Regions from separate parts of the Mus musculus genome. Here region 2 is linked to region 1. A link is a contact called in public Hi-C data. All regions are on one chromosome and are shown on one strand. The core of a region is the stretch at or near the end of the contact, and the rest is flanking DNA. Distances in the headings are between cores, read along the strand shown. Region 1 overlaps Cdnf (cerebral dopamine neurotrophic factor). Region 2 overlaps LOC108168726.

Region 1 (5,522 bases), core at 1,114-3,613:
ACAAACACATACATCCACAATGAGAGAAGTGCACACACAAACACACACACAATGAGAGAAGTACACACACAAACACATACATCCACAATGAGAGAAGTGCACACACACACACAATGAGAGAAGTGCACACACAAACACATACATCCACAATGAGAGAAGTACACACACAAACACACACACAATGAGAGACATGCACACACAAACACACACACAATGAGAGAAGTTCACACACAAACACATACATCCACAATGAGAGTAGTGCACACACAAACACACACACAATGAGAGAAGCAGCAAGTTAAAATGAAGGAGAAACAGAAAGAGAATACGTCTTCTCAAGCCAAAAACTATAAAAGAAGCAGAGCTATTGCCACTTACACATATGAGCGATTGAAATGGCCAGGAGAAGGCTTACTCAGAGTACATAACGCAGAATTACAGCCTAGGAAACGAGGAAGGATTTATGCCACTCCGCACACAGGCTCTGTGCTCACAAACTATTTCTCCCTCTCGTCTCAGTAGAAACCTGATTTGATTTGGACAGCCAGGCTCTGCACCAAGAGACATGATTTCCCCAGATCCCTTACAGCTGAGTTCAATGATTCAGTTCTGGTCAATGGTGTAGAAGCAGCACATGGGATGGGGGTGGGACTGGGGTCAGGTCAGAGGCAGATCGCCTTCTGTAGTGAGGGAGTCTAGCAGTCAACTTAGACCTGGGGTCAGCAATGAAATCAACCATCACTAGGATACAAGGAATCAACTTTGAGCCCCTCGGAGCATTGTAGCCACTAAATTTACTCTGAATTTCCTACTACTGGACTATTTTCACACCAAAGAATAAACTTTCTGCATTTCTGATGTTCTTGATATATTGAAATTTTATTGAAAACCTAACTGATTGAGGATTAAGGAACAGCTCGGTGAGTAAAGATCTTGACACACAACTTTGAGGGCCTGAGTTCAGATCTCCAAAACTTACATACAGCCAAGCATTGGCTATGCATGCCTACAGTTTCAGCGCTGGAAAGTAGAGGTCAGCCAGCCTAGCTGCAAAGTACAAGCTTCAGGATCAGTGAGAGGCTCTGCCTCAGGGGATAAGGTGGAAAGTTACTGCACAGGACTCTTGACATCCTCCTCTACCCACGGCATGCATAAGCACCAGCATGCATATGTGCATATCCAGCATGTGCGCGCGTGCACACACACGCGCGCACAGAGAGAGAGAGAGAGAGAGAGAGAGAGAGAGAGAGAGAGAGAGAGAGAGAGACCCTGCCTCAGACTCACAGGATAAGAACATGCAGTGTAGTAAATGTTCCTACTGCTCAACAGAAGCAACTTCAGAAGTTTGGGAAGCATTTCTATAAAATCTCTTTGAGCAAAACAGACTAAGGCCATCACTTGAGACGGGGGAGGCGACTTCAGTGATTTGAATGGCCTACTAAGCAGTGTTCCCATTACCTAGATTCCTGGGGGTGGGGGGGGGGGGCTATGACACAAAAATTTGATCTCATTTTGAAATCAAAGAGCTAGATTATTTCCAAATGGCAAGATCCATGATAAATAAGTTCAAAGTACAAAATAGAAACAGATTGTAGAGGTTTGAGTAAGAATGACCTCCTAAGCTTATATACTTGGATGCCTAGTCACCAGGGAGTGACTCTATTTGAGAAGAATTTGGAGATGTGGCAGTGTTGGAGGAGGTATGGCCCTGTTGGAGGAACTGTGTCACCGTGGGTAGGTTGCACGGTTTTAAAATCTCACACCAAGTCTAGGGTCTCCTCTTCCTTCTGCCTGCAGATCCAGATGTAGAACTCTCAGCTAGCTCTCCAGCACCATGTCTGCCTGCAAGCTCCACACCATGATGATAATGAACTAAACCTCTGAACCTGTAAAGCCAGCCCTAATTAAATGTTTTCCTTTTTAAGAGTTGCTGTAGCCATGGTATCTCTTCACAGCAATAGTAACCCTAAGACACAAATGTAGTGTTTTTATAAAAGGTTTTACTTTTTAGCTTTGGTAGTTTTGTTTTTAGTTTGTGCATATATGTGTTGCCTGCATGTGTATTGCTGGATCCTCTGGAGGTCAGAAGGTGTTGGAGTCCCATGGAAATGGTGTTAGAGATGGTTGTGAGCTGCCTTGTAGGTGGCTGGGAATTGAACCTGGGTCATGTGGAAGAGCCAGTGCTCTTAAACACTGAACCATTTCTACAGTCCAACGTTGGTTATTTCTTATGTACAATTCAAAATGAAGGAGACTATTCCCACCTGGTGAGAAAACTGAATTCCAGAGACAATAACCACCGTGGACCGTCTGTTCTATTAGTATTTTTAGTTTCATTTTGCGTTTGCGCAACCTCCATATCTCCTTGGGAACCACTACTTCTCTAACAAACTCACGTTTACCCCAATTGCTTAGCTGAAAATGCATTCCCTTGCACCATTTAAAAATAAACCTTATTCTGTCAATGTATATTTATTATCTGAATTTAAGTTATTCTCTACTCTACAAAAAAGATGGCTATGAGTACATTTGATTATTTAAAAGAACAGTTGCTTTTAATCAATTAATTTTGGGTAATTTTCAAATAGCTCCTACAACTTTTTATGAAATAGAATTGATGTACAATAGAATACCCACATCTTAATTGTACCTCTATATCAATATGATGATCATATCTCTCACCTCCTGCCTTGATAAAGTACAGTCCCATCACCCCAGAAACTTTAAAGAGAATGCTTTCTTGAGTAGCCACACCCTGACCTATTTCCCAAAGGCAACCATTTAACCATGTGCTTCTTATTGATCTATGGACAGAGAATGGAGCTGAAACATTGCCTGCTTCTTAAGACTGATAGGCTAGCATTAGAAACCACAAGCGCCCCTGCTGCCTGCACGTGGGGAGCATGCTTTCATCCTGCCTGACACGGGGCAGTGAAGAAGACTCTGAGCTTGGGTCACGTGGCAATTCAAGGTGGTTACAAGCCGGGCGTGGTGGCGCACGCCTTTAATCCCAGCAGAGGCAGGCGGATTTCTGAGTTTGAGGCCAGCCTGGTCTACAGAGTGAGTTCCAGGACAGCCAGAACTATACAGAGAAATCCTGCTTCAAGAAAACAAAAAAACAAAAAAACAAAAAACAAAAAACAACAACAAAAAAAGGTAGTTATAAATAGGCCAAGCACAGACTTTTTATGGATTGCTGATTTGTATTCTTCCGATCAGTTTTCTTTATATGAGAAACGGAAACTTCCATTCGTGCTGTGCAATGCTTAATCGCCATTGTTAACTTGGTGGAATTTAGAATTGCCTAGGTGACACATACCTCTGGGCACGAGTGGGAGGGCGTTGCTAGAGAGAGTTTAACTGTGGAAGGAAGACCCCATCCTGAATGTGAGCAGTGGCATTCCCGTGCTGGGGTCAGACTGACAGCTAGCAGAGCATCTACTTCCATCTCTGCTTCTAGGACATGGATGAGTTTGACCAATGGCCTCACACTCCTGCTGCCGTGATGAACTGTAATCTCAAACCATGAACTAAATTAACTCCTTTCTCGATTGTTTTTTTAGGTATTTTGTCTCAAGAGCCTATAAAGTAATGAATGCTTCCCTCCTTGCTGTGCAAAAGAGAGAAAATATTTAGAGTGAATGAAGTTTTTTAAAAAATCTATTTTTAAAAAGCAAAATGAAACAAGAACCTTCTGAACTATGTTAGGTGGTTATTGAGATTGAAGTCGCACATTAGATAAGCTATAGTTTCTGTTATGCACTCTTTTTAAAAACCTTGACCAAAGAGATGCCTCTTGTCTCTTTCCTTCCTTAAAATGTATTATCCCATCATATCCATAGCACACTTGAGTCAGTAGTGATAAACTACATTGTCCTTCTGCTGTGCCTTGGATCTGAACTGTCCTCCTCCAGCTCAGTTTTTTGTTTGGTTTGGGTTGTTTGGTTGTTTGGTTGGTTCATTGGTTGGATTTTATTTTAGTGTTTGTCTGTTTGTTTGTTTGTTTGTTTGTTTTTCAAAACAGTGTTTCTCTGTGTGACCCTGGCTGTCCTAGACTCACTTTGTAGACCAGGCTGGCCTCAGACTCACAGAGATCTGCCTCCAGACAGAGTGCTGGCATTAAAGGCATTCACCACCACACCTGGCATCGGTTTGATTTGAAGGTTTGTTCCCTAGCTAGTGGTAATTTGGGGAAACTGTGAGGTGGGTGTCTGACTGACAGAAGTGGATGAATAGGGCTATCCCTTTGAAGGTTACAGCCTTATCATTATTTGGACATCACTTTCTGCCTCTCTATAATCACAACAGCCTCTATGACAAGCTCTTGTCGCCCTGCTCTGAGCTGTGCTGCCCTTAGCTACCCTGCTGTGATGGACCAAATCCCTGAGCCCAAGTGACTCTTCCCTCCCCACACTTGTTTCAGTTACCTGGCAACAGCAAGGTAGCCCAGCCCACTATAAAGGGGGCTGCTTGGCCCTTCCTCTCTCTCTTTAAGCCCTCACCTTTCTTACTCTCATCTCTAGCCCTCTTTCTCTCACTCCCTTCCCCCTCTCTCCATGTGGCCATGGCCAGCCTCTCTCAATAAGCATTATTGTCATAGCAATGCAAAGGCAACCACTGCATCCTCCAAGAAGGATGAGAAAAGCACCTTGAGGTCTCTGTGCTCTGCAATTTTAGCGACCATGAGGAAGCACGGGTTGATCATATGCCTAAACAACACAACTCCACAATACAACAGCAAAACTGACGGCCAACTGGGCAGTCCCTGGTTAGCCCTAACCAGCACACTCTCATCTTAGACAGTCATTTTCTTCTAACTGCAGTCCATGCTTCCTGACAGCCGACGGGGTCAGAGCTCCGTTTGGGGGTATATCTCTACATATTTGGGGGCCAGCTCTCTAATGAGGTTCACGTAGTCACTTTTCTCCGCACATGCCCTGCACTCTTCCCCCCATCTCTGAAGGATCTGCTTTAGCTCTGCCACTCTCATCTTCCACAGGTCCACCGACGCCAAGTCCAGCTTCTTCCCTAAATGCCAAAAAAGAACACACAGTTGAATGACAAACCCAAAATCTCATAAAACTCCATTCCCCTTCAGTGTGAGACAACTCCCTTTCCCATGGGGACCAAGACATACCCAATGAGAATGTGATATCACCAGTCAGCCTGCACCCTGGGTTCTCAGTGCTTAAAGGCTACCAACCATAGACCAACAATATTCAGGGATGAAAATGCCAAATCTGTGTTAAGCATAGACAGAGGTTTTTCTTTTTTCTTTATCTTTTTGTCATAAACCACTTAACAACACAGTATAACAACCATTTGCTGGCTGGCAAGATGGCTGGCTCAGTGGGCGAAGGCACTTGCTACCAAGCCCAAGGATTCTTAGTTGAATCTTCAGTGATTCCACACACTGGAAAGAAGGGACTGACTCCCAAGATTGTTCCCTGACCTTCACATGCTATGCTGGGGCACAAATGCACTCACATACATATACATGCACAAGAGTGTGGGCACACATG
Region 2 (5,522 bases), core at 2,029-4,528, 95 kb before region 1:
TGTGAGGAATCAAATGGGTGGGGAACAGGAGAATTTTAAAGCAGCTAAATTATCCAACACAATCCCATGAATTTACATTGTGTTGCTATCAAAAGCACACAGAAGAGGGCTCAATAGATGGCTGATGGCCCAGATGTTAAGAGTACATACCACTACTGTAGAGGACCTGAGCTCAGCTTCTAAGACATCTGCCTATAACTTCAGCTATAGAGGATCCAGTGCCCTTTTCTAGCTTCTGAGAGTGCTATACTCTGTATACAAACCCACACGCGGACTCATATGCAACTAAAAAATCCCACCCAGAGAAGCTTTTGACAATTGGGTTACTGGGGGAGGTCGAGTCAGTTTTCCTTGGGAATGTGGGCTGTTGGACTAGTAGGTGCTCCTATACCCACAAGCACACATAGGCAGCACTATGTGGACTCAGTGAGTTGTTCTTTGTTTCTAAGAGCCATGAAATTGGTAGGTGAAAGGTATGTAGTGGATATATAAAGAAGGAGTCAGAAGAAAGATAATAGCGATAGATTAATCAAAACACATTAAATTCAGGGATAAAATTCCCAAAACAATCAAAAAGAGATTTAAAAAAAAAACAACTTTTTTGAAGACTAGACACAGAAAATAGGCTCCTCCGAGTGAGTTCTAAAACAGTCTGGACTTTAGCCAGCCCTACTGTATCTGCACTGCTCATGGATCATTACGGGAAACGTACCCTCTGTTCACTCAAGATTTCTCTAAAAGTCTATACATTTAAAGAACTTACAGAGGAATCCATAAACAGTACTGAAGCCTAGGCCCCACCTCAGATTCTGATTAGTTTCTAGTGGCCACATGGGTTCTCCTGAGGAAGTCTGATGCTTAAATTCACAAATTATTGACAAAGAGTATGAAATCCCTACCAACACCCACTTCTGTGTTTACCGAGTTAAGAAACAAGACTTTGAACCCTTAGTTGGTCAGCATTACCTAAGCGCACAGACTCGGGCTGGAGAGGTGGCTTAGTGACTGCAACACTTACCTTGCAAGTTTGAGAACTGGAGTTTGGGTCCCTAGCACTCATTTAAATGCCTGTCTAGCATGATAGACCACCTGTAACCCCAGCATTTGGGGAGGTAAGTCAGAGGACCCTTAAGACAAGCTGGCTAGGTTAAGATTAGCAAGGTCCAAGAGCTCTGGCTTTCTGCAAGATCGTGCCTTAGACAATGAAGTTGAAAGTGTTATCTCAGAAGACACCCATCGACAACCTCTGGCCTACACAAACATGTGCACATGCACACAGAACAGAAAAATGTACAACCATAATACATACACACTTATGCAGAGCTCCACAGACTTATTTTACTAATAAAAGGTCAAAGAAGTACAAATGAAATGACTAGAAGCTAAGATCATTGGCACAGGATCTAAGGTTTAATGAGTTACCTAACTGGTCGCAACATTGCTGAAAAAGGCTTAGGGTGCAAAACTGTCAGAGATGCTGAGGGGTGTGTGTGTGTGTGTGTGTGTGTGTGTGTGTGTGTGTGTGTGTGTATGTGTGTGTGTGCATGCTCGCATACCTTGAAGTTATTTTTATTGGCGTGATCAGAAAGAACTTGAACCCAAGTAAGGGTTTGTTTGGCAATCTTGCTTTAAGCAATTTCCTTAAGAGCGGTGGTCACTAAAAACTGTGTTCAGTGGGCATCTTAGGGAAGTGGTTCCCAACCTGTGGGTCACAACATGAGGAACTGTATTAAAGGGCCACCGCATTAGGAAGGTTGAGAACCACAGCCTCAAGGCTTCCTATCTTTTTCCTGCACTTTCTTTCCTGTCTTCTGGATTTCTGCTACAGCCCAGTCCTAGGAAATGGAGTTTCAGGGTGGTCTTGTTTCTCCATGTCATCTCCCCAACACCAATCCCCTGCTATGATTTGCCTCAGTGTACAGGTTTAGGGTTTCATTACAATCCATGTTCTCACCTGGCTAATTGGGTTAAGCAAACCACATTAGGGTAATGGAAGATAATGGATTATTGTGTTACCCTTCTCTGCAACTGACAACATGCATCAAATGTCTGCACAATGCTTCTGTCCATGGCCCAGGGATTCCACAGAAGTCTGCAAGCTTTCTCTATAAGTGTGTTTGCTTTATAGTATGGACAGTGTAACACAGAAAGCAGGTGATTCCTCACACAAAAAGGTTACTGTAATCATGCGCCATTCTGGCTCCAAGGTGAGGGTTGAGGGTGCCCACTGAAATACAGAGGGCAGGGCTCATGCTGATCCCTTGCTGTTTCTACAATGAGAAAGTGGGGTACAGGGAAAGTCAGGCTTCATGCTGGTTTTCCCTGTTCCATATCAACTCTTTGGAAACACAACATGTTAAAAGTTAAAAAAAAAAAAGAAGAAGAAGAAGAAGAAAGGAAGGAAGAAAGGAGGAGAGGGAGAGGGAGGGAGGAAGGAAGGAAGGAAGGAAGGAAGGAAGGAGCACATCCCAGGACCAAGAATCTGAGGCAAGTAGATCTCTGTAAGTTCAAGGTCAGCCTGTTCGATAATGAGTTCCAGGCCGACTAGCTCTACATAATGAAACCCTCTATGGGAGGAAGGAAAAGAGGAAAGAAGGAAGGAAGGAAGGAAGGAAGGAAGGAAGGAAGGAAGGAAGGAATTAAAAAGAGGAAGAAATGATGGTGGAGAAGAAGGAAGGGGAAGAGGGGTGAGGAAGGGAGGGGAGGGAAGAAGAAAAGAGGAAATGATGGCTGGTAGAGATCTTGACTCAGAATGAATTAGTAGCTAGAATTTTAAAACAAGATAAAAGTGGCTGGGACTATAAAACCCAGGCTAGGGTGGCTCAAAAATCCCTTCTGTCACACCTCAGTGGTCTATGACATCCAGCCTGGCGGTCTTTGATAGAAGGCAGAGGAAATTCAGATGGTGTCACAGGGAACTCACAGCCTTGAACCAGCACCACAATCCTACCTGAACATCAGACTCACTCCCAGGATGGGGAGTTGGGGAAAATAAGGCAAATTTGAAACATTGAACATTTATCCAAACAAACCGACTTTAAAGACTATTTTGACTGCAAAAATCTGGGAAATGTTTCCTTTCCATCTCAAAATAGTGTTAGAGGTCAGAGGAATACGATTATAGCAGTCCTTGAAAATAAACTCTGTTTTATGACTTCTCCTTGGTAGATATGTTCACGACAGACCAAAGAACTGATTCTGTCCAAGTCCAGGGAAGTGATGAGTCTGTTGGGTTAACTTTCAGGAAAATGAGTAAGGAGTTACTCACAAGAAGATGGGTGACTCGAAGACAACCGCAGCACCTAAAAGGCTGGCTGATAACTCACAACAGCTGAGGCCCTAGAGCTCTGTCCTGCAGGCAGCTCCACAAAAGATTAGCATCGTCTTGAACAACTGTGAAGGGTTCCCTGATAGGCCCGACACAGCAAGCATGGAGTTGGCAGGTCTTCTCTTTTCCCCTTCCCTCTTCCGTGCTAATCAGTCAAGATTCCATTCCTAAAGCTAGCCCCCAAGGTCCATTTCCTTATTTTGGCCACTTCCTTATTCCTAACACTCCAAGGTCCAGCTATCAAGATTCATATTTTGATTATACTGGCTAAACAGGACTTACAAACTTACCCTAGCACAGACTTCCCTTTTCTCCTTAAAAAACTCACTGCTTGAAAAAACAAACAAACAAACAAACAACAACAACCCTGCTGCTTGCTGTCTGCTTGCTGTCTGCCTTTGCCTGTCCCAGAGGCAGAGCCCAAACTTGTACCAACTGCCCTGCTTGCCTCTCCAGGGTAATAAATCTCACTTGTGCTTAGAACTTGGTGGCTGGAAGTATTCTGAGCTGCTGAAGTATAGATCAGTATCATCCCTTCAAACCATGTGCTACTTTTATAAACTTAGGGCATACCCTTGTGAATCCTGTTACCTTCATGGAGTTCCTGAACTTCCTAAACTTCCTGAGCTTCCTGGAAGGGATCCTTTTGGCTTCCTGGTACTTCTGCACCTTCACCCTCCTTCCACAAAGGAGTGCTTCACTTTGGAGGAACTAGCTATAAATTCCTCTCTCTTCCTTCAATTGAGGGGTGCAGTGTTACATTTCCATGGTCATCAGATTATTCACACATGTGGCCAAGTTCTTCCTCAAGAGTGAATGAAGGATCCTTTCACAGAGCTAAACCAGAGAAAAGACCGGCAACCATTGCTGATGGATGGTTACAGTAGGAAGGCCTCTGTGTGCCCATCATCCGACTGTAACATCATAAATAAGTAGGCACACCCTAGAATTCCCAGTCTCTGTTTTTGCCTCTTCTCTTAAGGGTGAAAGCTAGGACCAACAGACACTTGACATGGCTTTGGACACAAGAGAAAAGGGAGACATGGGACTCAAAAAGACCCAGATGATCTAAGGAATCAGATGTGGGGAAATATTAAAGATTTGGTAATACCTTCAGGGAGAAGTCTCAAACCAAGGAGAGGTGACCTACCAATAAACAACCAACTGAAGAGCACCTTTAGAAAATAAAAGTCGTTGAAGTTAAAATTAAATGGGGAGATTAAAAGAAAAAAATAAGAAATAAGAGAAAGGGATAGAGAAGAGAGGAGAAGAGACGAAGACAAAGATTTGGTAGGTCATCTAACACTGAGCTAGATGCTTCCTGTGCGGACTGTTCAGAATGGTAGTGAAGACTCTGGCTTCCCCATGGGTCACTTCTTGGCTCACTGGTAGAAGGAGGCCCTTGTCCCCCATTGTATGTGTCTCTCCAAGAGCTGGCTGTGTGTTCTCCTGACCCAGCAGCTGGCCTCTCCCAGAGAAAGCAGTCTGAGAGAGAGCAGAGAGAAAGACTTCATGTTTTGTGCTATCGTCTGATATATGTAAAATATCAGGTCTGGCCCAAGGAGAAGGGTCAAGAAAGATTTCACTGTAGGGAGTCAGCTCACAATGGTGCCAGACGCCTAATGTGCTAAGGTAGGAAGAGTAGAAAATCTGGAATCAAAAAAATCAGGGTTTGACTCTTGGCTCCTCTACAGACCATTTAACCCCTTCCGTGGTTTCCTTCTCTGTAAAGTGTGGTGCACCTGTCATTGCTCACAACTCCTTTGAATGCAGATTATTTAAAAATGACTGTTCATGGAGACACCAGTAAATCGCAGTTGTCATTAATACTGAGAAGGCTTTTGGTACAGTATGTGGTTTATCCTGCAGATCTGGCAAACCAGAATTCAGCAAGATCCACTTAACAGTCCCAGGAACAGACAGCTAAGCAATTGGAACACAGTGCCCTGTCACTTTTGAATGACAAATGAGTGTTTGCTTATAGTCCAGAGAAATCTGGAATGCAAATTTTAGGAACTTAGAGGAGATGGAGAGCTAAGAAAAGCCTGTTGTAATTTTGATTTCTAGCTTTTTTTTTTTTTTTTTTTTTTTGAAGCCTTTGCCCAAATCCAGGAAAACAAACACATTGGAGCGTCCAGTCTCACAGTCTCATCAACGGCCTGAATTAGTGAGTGTTGAGACGAGGCAGCCTCAC

The links. A called contact is a pair of places that touch in the nucleus more often than the background predicts.
Region 2: a Hi-C map of bone marrow-derived macrophages shows a contact between it and region 1, with 37 read pairs. The contact joins two enhancer-like sites. A contact is called at or near these places in 3 of 39 promoter capture datasets (the C10 cell line, the HPC-7 cell line and HPC-7-derived erythroid cells), 2 of 484 Hi-C or Micro-C datasets (the HPC-7 cell line and bone marrow-derived macrophages), 1 of 115 datasets of contacts at active chromatin or transcription factors (large pre-B cells) and 2 of 9 other capture datasets (adipose tissue and liver).

What each region holds. Positions count from the first base shown.
Region 1 is chr2:3,523,317-3,528,838 of GRCm38.p6, reverse strand. It overlaps Cdnf (cerebral dopamine neurotrophic factor), which reads right to left. Exons shown (of 4, transcript NM_177647.4): 4 at 2,463-5,028. The coding sequence ends at 4,850. Among named protein-coding and RNA genes, the nearest start is that of Cdnf, 13 kb to the right of the region's middle. Within about 2 kb of position 2,363, at least 8 of the 459 cell types and tissues checked have an H3K27ac peak or open chromatin away from gene starts, as enhancers often do. A contact at or near this core is called in bone marrow-derived macrophages, where this site is marked.
Region 2 is chr2:3,619,562-3,625,083 of GRCm38.p6, reverse strand. The region is part of intron 1 of LOC108168726; the gene reads right to left. Among named protein-coding and RNA genes, the nearest start is that of Fam107b, 91 kb to the left of the region's middle. Within about 2 kb of position 3,278, at least 12 of the 459 cell types and tissues checked have an H3K27ac peak or open chromatin away from gene starts, as enhancers often do. A contact at or near this core is called in bone marrow-derived macrophages, where this site is marked.